Regions from separate parts of the Mus musculus genome. Here all the other regions are linked to region 2. The links are chromatin contacts, called in public ChIA-PET and Hi-C maps. All regions are on one chromosome and are shown on one strand. Each heading gives the region's core, a stretch centred on a gene start, on an enhancer-like site or on the middle of the called end of the contact. The rest is flanking DNA. Distances are from core to core; before and after follow the strand shown. Region 1 overlaps Col14a1 (collagen, type XIV, alpha 1). Region 2 holds the start of Deptor (DEP domain containing MTOR-interacting protein). Region 3 overlaps Col14a1 (collagen, type XIV, alpha 1).

Evidence for each region. Hi-C and Micro-C count contacts between places; a contact is called where the count stands out from the background. ChIA-PET counts read pairs in DNA pulled down with a chosen protein or histone mark.
Region 1: a Hi-C map of B cells shows a contact between it and region 2, with 2.4 times the contacts expected there. The contact joins the enhancer-like site here to the promoter of Deptor in region 2. A contact is called at or near these places in 5 of 39 promoter capture datasets (cranial neural crest, hippocampal neurons, liver and 2 more), 2 of 484 Hi-C or Micro-C datasets (B cells and tail fibroblasts), 5 of 115 datasets of contacts at active chromatin or transcription factors (astrocytes, embryonic stem cells, large pre-B cells and 1 more) and 2 of 9 other capture datasets (embryonic stem cells and pancreatic islet).
Region 3: an RNA polymerase II ChIA-PET map of memory CD8 T cells shows a contact between it and region 2, with 10 read pairs. The contact joins the enhancer-like site here to the promoter of Deptor in region 2. A contact is called at or near these places in 10 of 39 promoter capture datasets (the C10 cell line, the HPC-7 cell line, cranial neural crest and 7 more), 4 of 484 Hi-C or Micro-C datasets (bone marrow-derived macrophages, embryonic fibroblasts, nephron progenitors and 1 more) and 12 of 115 datasets of contacts at active chromatin or transcription factors (the SCID.adh cell line, craniofacial prominence, effector CD8 T cells and 8 more).

What each region holds. Positions count from the first base shown.
Region 1 is chr15:55,497,857-55,501,690 of GRCm38.p6, forward strand. It overlaps Col14a1 (collagen, type XIV, alpha 1), which reads left to right. Exons shown (of 48, transcript NM_181277.4): 44 at 560-626; 45 at 3,523-3,711. Among named protein-coding and RNA genes, the nearest start is that of Mrpl13, 58 kb to the right of the region's middle. Within about 2 kb of position 2,470, at least 31 of the 459 cell types and tissues checked have an H3K27ac peak or open chromatin away from gene starts, as enhancers often do. A contact at or near this core is called in B cells, where this site is marked.
Region 2 is chr15:55,109,767-55,113,787 of GRCm38.p6, forward strand. Deptor (DEP domain containing MTOR-interacting protein) reads left to right here and starts at 2,551. Exons shown (of 9, transcript NM_145470.3): 1 at 2,551-2,853. The coding sequence starts at 2,732. It overlaps Gm9920 (predicted gene 9920), which reads right to left and starts at 3,816. Exons shown (of 5, transcript NR_045093.1): 1 at 3,574-3,816; 2 at 2,577-2,830; 3 at 1,354-1,450.
Region 3 is chr15:55,518,674-55,522,495 of GRCm38.p6, forward strand. It overlaps Col14a1 (collagen, type XIV, alpha 1), which reads left to right. Exons shown (of 48, transcript NM_181277.4): 48 at 1,260-2,130. The coding sequence ends at 1,339. Among named protein-coding and RNA genes, the nearest start is that of Mrpl13, 37 kb to the right of the region's middle. Within about 2 kb of position 2,283, at least 26 of the 459 cell types and tissues checked have an H3K27ac peak or open chromatin away from gene starts, as enhancers often do. A contact at or near this core is called in effector CD8 T cells and memory CD8 T cells, where this site is marked.

The sequences.
Region 1 (3,834 bases), core at 1,220-3,719, 390 kb after region 2:
CGTTTTCCTGAAGACATAGTATTGGCAAGAAGCAAGACGGCGGTTGGATAGAATCAAAGAAAGACCTTGAAATTGAACTCACCTTAATTCTGGTGCCCACTGAGTCTCTGTAGATGTTGTGAGGCTTCTAATGTAGTCGTGGTCTTGGCATTGCTGGTCTTGGGTTCAACAGGTTATTGCTGTGACCACTTAGGCAATGTGTTTAAAGCTGATTAGCTATAACATGGGCTTAACAGTTTCCCTATGGGTTGTTATTAGTATTAAATGAACCATCACTTGGGAAGGTATTAAATATGTATGAGTATGTTTAGATATTGTTAATTTTTTTTAGAATCTGGGACCAACAGTGTTTATTTGAGCTCATTAATCTAATAAACAAAGACTTTCAGGAACCATCAATCCGGGATACAAATTGTCTCCTGCATTAACCACAGTGGTTAGCCCTCCCTGTTGCTAGGAGCCTAGAGTCTAGGTGGGAACAATGGGTCAGGCCAGCTATGTCCCCGCTGTATGGCTGTGCAGTGGCCATGCTTGAGGAATATACTTCCTTCCCATCCAGGGAGACCTGCAGTCTCAAGCCATGGTGAGGGCGGTGGCACGTCAAGTATGCGAGCAGCTCATTCAGAGTAAGTGCAACCCTGGTCACCCATGTCCTGTCTCATTCCTGTCCAAAGTATGTTTCCCATCCCAGGACTAGAGAGGCCAAGGAAGACCCCGTCAATGCTCTGGATTGCTGTGTACACATCGCTTTACAAATCCCCTCTCTGAACCACCGACCAGCCTAATAGATTGCCCCAGAGCTGTACAAGGATGGCACAGGAGCCAGACTCCCATTTCCTCAGTTCAAGAAGCATTGATTTGCATATGCAAATTTAATTAGCTGCTGTGATCTTCCTTTTCTCCTCCCCCCCCACCCCCCATCAAATGGATGGGTTCTTTCTCAAATGTTAAGCACTTGAAGACTACCAGACCCGCTCAGAATCAAGATGACCTTGGTGCTTGTTTCTACTGGCTCACGGATTAATCACATTTCCTTTCTTATCCAGTCTATAGCCATTGCATTTGGTTAGCCCAAGGCCCTTCCTTTGATTCCTTAGGCTATATGCCAACACACACACACCCATCCATACACATAGGGTTATTATGACATCTGATATGACAGTTGGGCATCATACCCAAAGTCATACCAGAACACTCTTGCTGCAACCTTATTTCATTTCTTTATTTTCAAACCCGAATGTTTAAACAGCACTTATTTCAACAACAGATTCCTGTGCTCACCCATTTTGTATACATGCCTATTTATTATATATATATATTTGCCTCAAAAATCTAACCACAAGGTTACTTAGGGTGGGCCCTTCTCTTTGCCATGAATATGTTTAGTTCCAGACTGTTTGAGGCCAAGTAAAAACAACAATTCCTCTCTAACCCACCCAACTCTAGCTGAACTCCAATGCCCACCCCCTCCCCACACTGATAGCAACCTCCTCCCCCAGGGATGATATTTTCTAAGTAGTTTCCTTATCTCCCTCTGGGTTGTATTTACTTTAACCCAGAGAAGTTTGGGATTCGGGCCAGTAGAGCCCAGCAAGTGCCAAGAAGGTCTGTTGGCAAGATCCCGAATTCCACCTGTTCCTTTGGGATAAACCCAGATCCTTCCACGAGCAGAAGGAGGACAAAGCTACCATCATCAAACATAGTTGTCTTCCTCTGTGGGCTGTGTCTCTATCTAATTCTATGGTGCTCACAGTAAGAGAAAATTTACCAATTAAACAAAATAGTTATAATTAGTGACAAAATAAGATCTTCAAAAGCAATAAATTCTACAAGGGACATTGGACTTCAGGCACTTTTAAAGAAGGATATACCCAAAGCTCACATATGCTTTGCACTGTCTCAGAGGTTTCTTATCTCAAATGGGCAATGCAAATGAGTAGAAGATTAAACTTGGATGAAATTGCAGTGGGCTGAATCCTCCCAAGACTCCCTACACACAGCAGGAAGATTGATCCACAGTATCTGTTGCCTTATTTTACTATAGAACCAAAGCCTTGGATAACATGTGACTATTTAATACATGCTCTAAAAGCTGAGGGCCCAGTACAAGAGTTTTCTCCCTTCGAAATTCTCAGACTCTGACAAGTGACTTCTAGGAGTGGAGAGGTCAGAAGTGAGACAAGGTCTGAAAGGAATCCGTGCAGTAGAGAGGGCCTGTCAGTCACAGGAGGAAATGGCGGCCTCTGTTGCACCTTGGCTGTCTCCTTAAACAGTGCTCTGTGTTACATAAACTCCCACCCTGAACCGCTTTCTGGGTGTGCAAATCCTTCCACATAACCCCAGTCAGCTGGGTTTTCATTCGTAGTTGATCACAGGAATTATGCTAAGAAGCGGTATATAGGAAACGGGGGGGGGGGGAAGGGGAGGGGAGTGATGACAGCTGAGGAAGTGATGAACGACAGCTCCTGTCAAAGAAGGAAGTGAAAAAGACAGATGCCTCACCTGCCCAAACAGCGGAGGACGTGCCTGCTGATTGAATCAGGAGATGGTCTCCCCATCACGCTCATAGTTCACTGTTTAAGGAAAGAATGCATTGGACGTATTTACATATACTAAATACATGTAAAATATGATTAATACTTTCATTTAGATTTAAGTATTTAAAAGGAAATAAATGTATCTGAGGAGGCAGCTCAGTTGGTAGATTGCTGGTCTTAGGTTCAGTCCCTAGCACCACGCAGAGCAGACTTAGCAATGGCATGCCTGTAATCCTGAGACACAACCCCCCCCATCTCAGAAACAGCCCCCCAAATCCACAAAAGAGTGGGTGACCCTACACACCAAAATAATAAATGGAGATGAATAGCGGTCACCTGTAGGGGAAATGTCACCTTCAAAGATGTTGGAAAATGAAGTATCATGCTATTAGGACATTATTTATCATTGTTAAAATGTGTTCTTCCAAACTGAGTTAAGAGGTTATGAGAGAGCAACAGGATTTCATTATTATTATTTTTCAAGCCTAGGACAGGGGCAGCTGTAGCTGGGACACAGGCAAAGGTTCCTGAAAACCCATCTTGGCAACCAGAGTTGAGTGGAGACAGGCCTTGCCTGGGGATTGGAGAGCAGAAGGGTGGAGCGGGCTTCGTGGTTTGGAACAAAGACAACTAAGACATGTGGAGGGAAATTGCTGCAGGGAAAGGCATCAGGGTGAGGGGTCAGGGGTCAGGTAAATGTTAGGGTGAGTGTAAAATGTATGACTTCTGTTCAGTAGTGTTTATTGCGACGCTCACATGAACTGTGGAATTCCAAACACATGAGATGTGACTTGAACGTAGCCTGGCCATTAACATCATCCTGGAGAAAATGCAAAAACACTAAGTTACACACACAGATGAGCCTATCTCAGAAGGGCGTGCCTGTCCTCAGTGGACATCTGACAGAGCTATTGGGAGGTTCGCAGTACTGCACTCCAATTTCCCCTTTAACTGTGTGACAGTTCATTCATCTCTTGTTGCTCAGGTCACATGGCCAGGTACACAGCCATCCTCAACCAGATCCCCAGCCAGTCCTCATCTATCCGGACCATCCAGGGCCCTCCTGGGGAGCCCGGGAGACCAGGTTCACCTGGAACCCCTGGAGAACAAGGACCCCCAGGTACCCCAGGCTTCCCAGGAAATGCAGGAGTTCCGGGGACCCCAGGAGAACGAGGTAAGCGGGACTACTTTTCTCACAGGCTATCTCCAGGGAAGGGGACAGTGAATCAGAGTGTGACCATGGAGCTTATACAGTGACAGACTCTGAAATAAAGAATAAAATTAACTCTGCCCTTTT
Region 2 (4,021 bases), core at 1,301-3,800:
TGCTCTTCTCTGAGATGCTGCTACCTGCTGAGAGACTGAACCTGTCTTCCTGAGATGTTCCTGAACAAGCAACAGCCTGGTGACCAAGTGCTGACAGCATGGCAACAAAGCACCAAGGATGGACTCGGGGGGCCCTCCCCCTTTTAAACACAGTTTCTTAGTAAACTCTCAGGCCTTGATCAGAGAAAATTTGTTTGTCTTGGCTTCATTATTTCTCTCGCCATCTAGTCTCTCTTTCAGCCCCAGCCTGCCTTCCAGGAGTACCCAGTTCATGTAGGCCGGGCTGGCCCAACAGCCTTTGGAACGTGGAGGCAAGAGAATCAGGAGTTTGAGGCCAGCTTTGGCTACATGAGATGTTCTGTTTCAAAAAGCTAAAACCGAAGATAAAATTAAAAGTTATTTTCCCTTTCAGGTCAGGCATTTCCCTAACTTGAATTTTTTTTTTAGCCTTACATTGCAGTAATTTTTTTAAAATTACAGATGTACACAATTTTGTTATTAAAATGTATCTTCAAAACTTTATTTATTGAACTGTTATTTCATGAATGTCACAGACCATCCCTAGAAAGTAAAAATTACTTTTCGTCTTATCAATAGAAAATTGAAATTCAAAGAGCTTTAGTGACTGACATAAAATTATAAACTTGGACAATGGTCGGCGAGGACCAAGATTGCATGGGTGAATGAAACAAATCTCAATATTCTGTATAGTAAGTATAAGATTTAAAACCTGAGAACCAGCAGCTGGGCATAGTGGCGCACGCCTTTAATCCTACCACTCTGGAGGCAGAGGCAGGCAGCCCTCTGAGTTTTAGGTCAGCCTGATCTCCAGAGTGAGTTCCAGGCCAGCCAGGCTGCACAGAGAAACCTTACCTTGACAAACCAAGCAAAAACAAACAGACAGACAGACAGCTGTTACCCTCATTAAGTCTAGGCCATCTCCCTCTGTCACTTAATGTTTATGCTATGGGGCTCTTAGAATACTTTGAACTGAAACCTCTCTCCATTGGTGCATCTTTTAAAATATTTACCTTTGAGGAAAAAATTTACCTTTGGAGGAAAAAATAGAACAGAGCATGGTGTTCAGGTCTTATAATTCCAGCACTTTGGAGACTGAGGCAGGGGGATCAAGGGTTTGATGCTATCCTGGGCTACACAGCAAGATTCTACCCCAAACAATAGTTTTGTTTACCAGAGAATGGACCTTGCAAAGTACTAAATGCTCTACTTTTGTGACCCTAGCAGGTTCAGAGCCTAGTCTTCAGGAATGTCAAGTAACATTCACAGCAGCATATGTTTTGTTATATACTGACACTTCCTGAAGATTGTGACAGTTATCGTAGACACAAGTACCTGTATCTTCCAAAAGGCAAATCCAAAGATACTTCAACAAATGTGTATGGCCGCGGAAGCCATGACTTCCCAGTCAAGCTATGTTGAAGTTTACAAACTAAAAACGAAGAGACACAGTGATGACTTTTAATGAACATGGTAGACCAGCTCGGCCATTCAAATATGTTTAACCTCCTCCTCTTTCTCCTCCTCCTCCTCACCCCCCCCTCCTCCTCTTCTTCTTTTAAAGATTTATTTATTTTATATGTGTGAGTACACTGTCGATGTGGCTGTCTTCAGACACACCAGAAGAGGGTATCAAATCCCATTACAGATGGTTGTGAGCCACCATGTGGTTACTGGGATTTGAACTCAGGACACCTGGAAGAGGAGTGAGTCAGTGCTCTTAACAGCTGAGCCATCTCTCCAGCCCCTAACCTGCTCTTCTAACGGTTTATTGTATTGCTTGCTTTTGTCAGTTAAGCTGTTTTTGGTTTTAGTTTGTTTTATGAGACAAGGTATCTTCTTATCCCAGTCTGGTCCAAACTCATGATCATCTTCTGAAGTTCTGGGAACATAAGTGTGTCGCCATGCCTGCCAAGATAGAGTTGTTTTAAAAACATAACCTAAAACTGAGAATGCTCTTGCCTGCTTGCCTGAGACAAGTTACCTCACCCCTCCGAGTTGCCTTCCCGACGTAAAAGGAATGATATGGGAAACACAAGAGGGTAGCAATTTATCTAAAACATCTTTAATGCAGCAGATGTGGACAAGTGATAGCTACAACTAGTGTAAAAAAGGGATTAAGAGCATTTAGGTAGGAAACCAAAGTAATGAAGCCAGGTTCTTAGTCTTTTTGAACCGCAGGGCAGGATCCTTTATTGACTCCACCATAGGGTAGTAGTAGATGGTCTATAGGGAAAGGGATCAGGTAGCCTGAAATGCCCTTCAGCAATATCCTCAACTGCTCCGTTTTTGAGTAATCTGTTCTCATTTTTATTCTCTACAACTCTAGTATGGAAAATGGAGAAAAACTGCAACATTCCCCAGCATGAGTTTGGGAGTGAAAAAGGAAATATAAAAGAGGAGCGAAAGGCTCAACCTCCTGCAAAAACTCAGGGCTCAGAGCTCCGCCCCGATGTTTTTATTTTTCTCCTTGTCCCCGCCCCCCGACCATGAGAGAGCCCAGGCCACGCCCCCAAGCCGAAGTTCCAGACCCGGACTCGCCGACTTCTCCTGCTTACCCGCAGGGATTCCCTCACCAGCCAATCGCGTCTGAGCCACGGCACCGCCCGGAACAAAGATGGCCGGGGCGGCCTCGGGGAGGGCACATTGATCCAAACGCCAGGCGCACCCGCCGGGACAGCAAAGGCAGAGTGGCAACCGCGCGGTCAGGAACATGGAAGAGGGCAGCAGCGGCGGCAGTGGTAGCAGCGACAGCAACGCCGGCGGGAGCGGCGGGGTGCAGCAGAGAGAGCTGGAACGCATGGCTGAAGTCCTAGTTACGGGAGAGCAGCTCCGGTAAGGAAAGGCACTCAGTAGATGGGCTCTCGATTGCCCTATGCCCGCCGCGGTCCGGAGCGCACACGCCATCTGGCTCGTGGCAGGCGTGTCGCGCGGGGCGTAGGGACAGTTGCGAGCGAGTGGGATGGTTGGGTCGCGCTGCACGGGTGCCTGGCTACTGCAGCCCGGAGGCTAGCAGCTTCAGCCAGGCTGCGGGGACCGATGCCGGGAACGCGCGGTGCAGGCTGCGCCCTAGCTGGACTGCTGCAGCCATGCGTCCCTCCGACTCGCCACCACTCAGTGCGTGCAAACCCCCTTGCCAGGTGTTCCTGATGACTGTCTAGTCTGCTCGCTCCAAAAAGAAGAGATTTCGGATGGGACCCCAGTCCCTGCGCTTCCAGATAGAAGGCTCCAGCACCCATGAGTGCCTTCGGTTCAGCTTTCCTTTTTTTCTAGCAAGACATGCTTCCCTCATTGGAGCTTCAGGTTACTTTTATGTAAAACCTGGAGCATATCTGCGAGTGCTTTGACGGGTTGCTTCTCTTCCAAAACCTTTCCCAGTTCTTTACCTATCCCTTGATTGGCACACTTGGTTTCAGGTGTCACTTGGGTCCGCAAGGGGGCGTGAAAGTACCTTGTTCAGTGCCCACGTTTGGGACCCCGGAGTTGGCCCACCGCCGCGCACTTTTCCTAGAATTACCACTTTCCCATCTCACAGATCCAGGAACAAGCACTTACCCCCAGGGCTCTTTTGACATTCCCATCGCTTCCTGTTCCTTTTTCTTGGGCATATGCTTAAGACTTGTGCTTCCGCAGCTGCCTTGATATTGGGGGTTGTAAATCAGATTGCCACTCCAAATGAATCCGGCTCTGCCAGAACTTGAACCGCGAGCCCAGTCCCACCTGAAAGAAGTGTGCTAGCTCCCTCTAGCTCTTGGCTTGATTTTTCCGGCTTATTTCGGTTTCTAGATGGCTGTTTCCAGACTGGAAGGAGAGTGTTACAGAGGTTCCTGGAGGTCTGGTAAAGCACTTGGCTTTGCAGTGTTCAGTTTGAGGAAGTAGCTGTTGGCAGTCAGGACGGTGGAGTCCAGTGTGACAGAAGGAAAATCACGCATTTCAGTTCCTCGTTAAATCTCAACTGTGTGGCCAAAATTGAAGGGAATTAAAAACCTGTTTTCCTTCATCA
Region 3 (3,822 bases), core at 1,033-3,532, 410 kb after region 2:
GATATTTTCCATGCTGTTTCTGTTATGGTGTGCCCGTGACCTCCTGCAAAATTTCACTCTCTGTTTAAGTTCTCCCCCCATAATAAGCGAGGTCCCCAAAATTCTTTTAGATGACATCTGCCCACCATGTGACAAGAAAGGTCTTAAGATCAAAGTTGCCAGCTGTTTTTGCTTCATCACTAAGTGATAGGCTGAGATTTTGAGAGCTGAAGCATCTCCCACACATGGCAGCAGTCTGCCTGCTCACCCTGGGGCCTTTCTGAATTATCGAGAGAGAGGTTCAGAGACCCGCTCTAGGTCTGTGAGGAGATTAGTCAGCAAATGCACGTTTTTCCTTTTTAAGAGAAATTTAACCTTAGTTGCCAGAGAAATTGGTCCAAGTTTTGTTGATGTGTTTTTTTTTTTTTTTTTCTGTTCATCTTTTCCCTCCCTGTCCTCTCAAATCTGTCCCCTGTCCCTTAAGATCTCATCCCGTACAATGATTACCAGCACTGAAGTGCTAATCCTGCCTTTGGTTGCATTGGCCTGGGGATTTGGCTATGGATACACAAGTGGTTCACCACCACTACTAAGCTCCTGCCCCTGACTGTGGTCACCTCTTTCCTCTCTCACCTGCTTCTCCATCTCAGACTTTCAAGTCCCCTGCCTACCCGGCTCCAGACATGCTGGAGTGATAACATTGTAACAAAGTATAACAAAGTGCAACAAAGTAACATAAATCAACCATAGTAGAACCAGACTTCCGGTCAATCTGAATGGAGGTCTGGGCCTCTGAACCAAGACTCTATCCCAAAGGCCACTTTACTGAGGCTCTATCCTGTTCCACACAATAGGATGAGTATCTTCCTCCTGGCTCTTTTGCTCCACCTCCCTCTCTTGGCATCCCCTTCTTTCCACTCTCCCCTGGTGATGGACTTGTAACACGAGACTGGGTTTTTAATTTTATATTTTCTTCTACGATTCTACTGTATTTCAGGGTTTCTTTTGTAAATAAAAAACATCCGGTATTTAAGCAATTGGCCATGGTTCCAGTTTTCTAACTCCATTGTTTAGTTTGTCTTTCTCTTCCTCCTTTTAACAACTATAAAGCCTCCTGGGGAAGCGGCATAGCAGGCTCGGCAGTGAGTGCTTTCTCCTCACACATTGCACCTCTCTGCTTTATTGACCAAATCTGTGTCCCTAAGGACCCAGATAGGGGAGATTATCCATTTATGGTTCCTGGGCCCCATCAGTACCCCACCCCCACTTTTCCTCTTTAGTGTCCCATCCTGATCAGCCTGAGTTCACACCGGTCCAGGACGAGCAGGAGGCCATGGATCTGTGGAGCGCAGGCATCTGATGACCTCAGGAGACATTTGAAGAGCAGGGGCAGGCCCTCTTCTGGAGCTTCACTTACCAAATGCTGTCACGTGGTTTGTCCTCTACTTTGCAGAGGGAGGCAGGGCTGATGGTATGGGGTATATTTCCTCTGTGGATAACGTCAATATTACCGTTTTTTAAAAATTGTGTTTTGAAACCGCCCCTTTCTGTGACACTGTTTTAACTGTACACCAGTTACTTTGGACTTCTTCCAATGAAGAGTGCTGAGAAGGATACACCCTGGAGTGTCTTCTCTGTTACATCATTTCAAGTTGTAAAATTAATAAGAGAAGCGTGGTTATATCAGAGGGAATTTGGGGCCCTATCAGCAGAAGAGCGAATTCAGAGATTCCCAGTTTATACCACTGTCCCTGTACCCATGTCAGTGACCTTGCTGGTAATTGAATAACACCATCACTGAGGAAACTACCTCCTACTTGTTTAACCTGATCTGTCTAACTCATAGATTACTCAGTAACTGGTTTTCACGGGTGTTCAGAAATAAGAGCTAGAATATAGCCTTTCTCGATTCTGTAATTAAAAACAAAACCATAGAGTCTGTTTTCCAGTAGTCTTGATTCGTATAAAATAATGACTTCCTTCCAGTTCCGATGCAGAAAAGACCCATCTTTTGGCAGATCATTTGTCCAGGAGTGTGTTTCAGGGCTTGCCTCTCCTCGACTTACAGGGATTGCTTTGTAAATGCAGATATGTTTTTGAAGACTTGTTTTTATCCTTTTTTTTATAAGCAAATAAAAACTTAAAACACCATGTGTGGATTCTTTTAACTTCTGAAACTTCTGAACGTCACTGTCAGCCTTTGTGGTCTTGGTTGACTGTCGATCTCAAAAGGAACAGCTGTGGTCCTGTAGCTAAACATTTATTCTACCTCTCACTCCTTCATCCCTTTGTCCTCAGTGGTTAAGACAGTGGTTAGCCACAGAACGCCCTCCTCTGTGTAGAAGACATCCTGTCTGTACTAAGACATCCCTGAAGACCTCTAAGGCAGTGCTTCTCAGTCTTCCAATGCTGCCACCCTTTAATACACCTCCTCTTGTTGTGGGGATCCCCAGCCATATCAGTATTTTCTTTATAACTGCAATTTTGCTACTGTATGAGTCATAATTTAATACCCTTGTTTGCAGATGGTCTTAGGTGACTCCTGTGAAAGGGCCATTGGACCCACAAGGGGGCCACAGCTCACATGTTGAGAACCCCTGCTCTAGATGGTAAAGAGGAAATTAAATTGAATCCCAGAGACTCTAGACCTTAAACTAGAACTTCTTTTGTTTTTATTCCAAAGGAAAACTCTTAAGTGTTAAAAAAAATAGTTGAGTTCTATTAGTTTATTATATACTAGACCATTTGTTCTCACCTAACTCATCTAAAGCACATCTCAGTAGTCACTGCTGAATGTCCAAACCGAGAAACCTGAAAGAGGATCAATATGGAGCACTGTATCTGTCACCTTCCCAGCCTCTTAAGTTGAAAGAATTCTCCTAGGGAAACCTAGGTCTGACTAGGATCCCCTGTTCGGCTCTATTTGCTGGTTGGAACTAGGAAAGAATGAAAGCCATATCTTTGTGTGAGACCCAACTCCTCAGTTGCCTGACCCTGCTAACAACCATTTTAAGAAAGTTGGGTGGCTTCATTTACAACCTAACTTAGGTTCTGTCTGGGTCAGGAGAAGACTCAGAAAAAGCAGGGTGTCTGTTGAGTCACATTTTTTCCCCCTCTATCCTTCTGCAGATTTCATTGCTGCCTTTGGTTTCTGTTACTAGAGAGAAGAAGTCTTGCTAACAAATGATCCAACCGGCATCATGTATGTGGGTGCCTTGGATGACCCAGGCAAATAAGTAGCTTTCTGGTGTAATGAAGGAAGCCAGAGAGCATGTAGCCTGTAAACCTTTATGTCCCAGCTGAAATTTACCACAGAAAAACAGGGCCAGCAAGGAGTAGGAATTGCTCAATAATGCAAGGGATATCCACATAGTTGAACCTAGAATCCCCTGGGAGAACTCCTCCAATTTAAGCAGCTGGAAAGCTGATACATTGCTCTATAACAGTCTTCTGTCCGGTTCCTCTGTCTGGGACATTTAATGATGACGATCAAGACGAATAGTCTGTGTGTTTTTGATGAGTTAGGTAAGAACAAATGGTCTAATACTGTGTTACTTCAAAGACTTTCAGTTTTTACAAAAGATGAAGCCATTAGAGACTCTAATCTCTTCACAGCAGTCTTGGCTTGCACACACACACACACACACACACACAAATGACCTGGCTTTGATTTGGTGACTTGAATATGTTTACTTAAGCAACAGCAAAGTCTCATTTGCTTAGCGTGTGTCATCACTTGGACCCTGCATCTCGGCTTTTTATTGAGTGCCATGTTCAGAATAAAAGATGTACCTCGGATTCTGGATGTGTGTGTTTATAATACACAGCCTGTAATACAAGCTG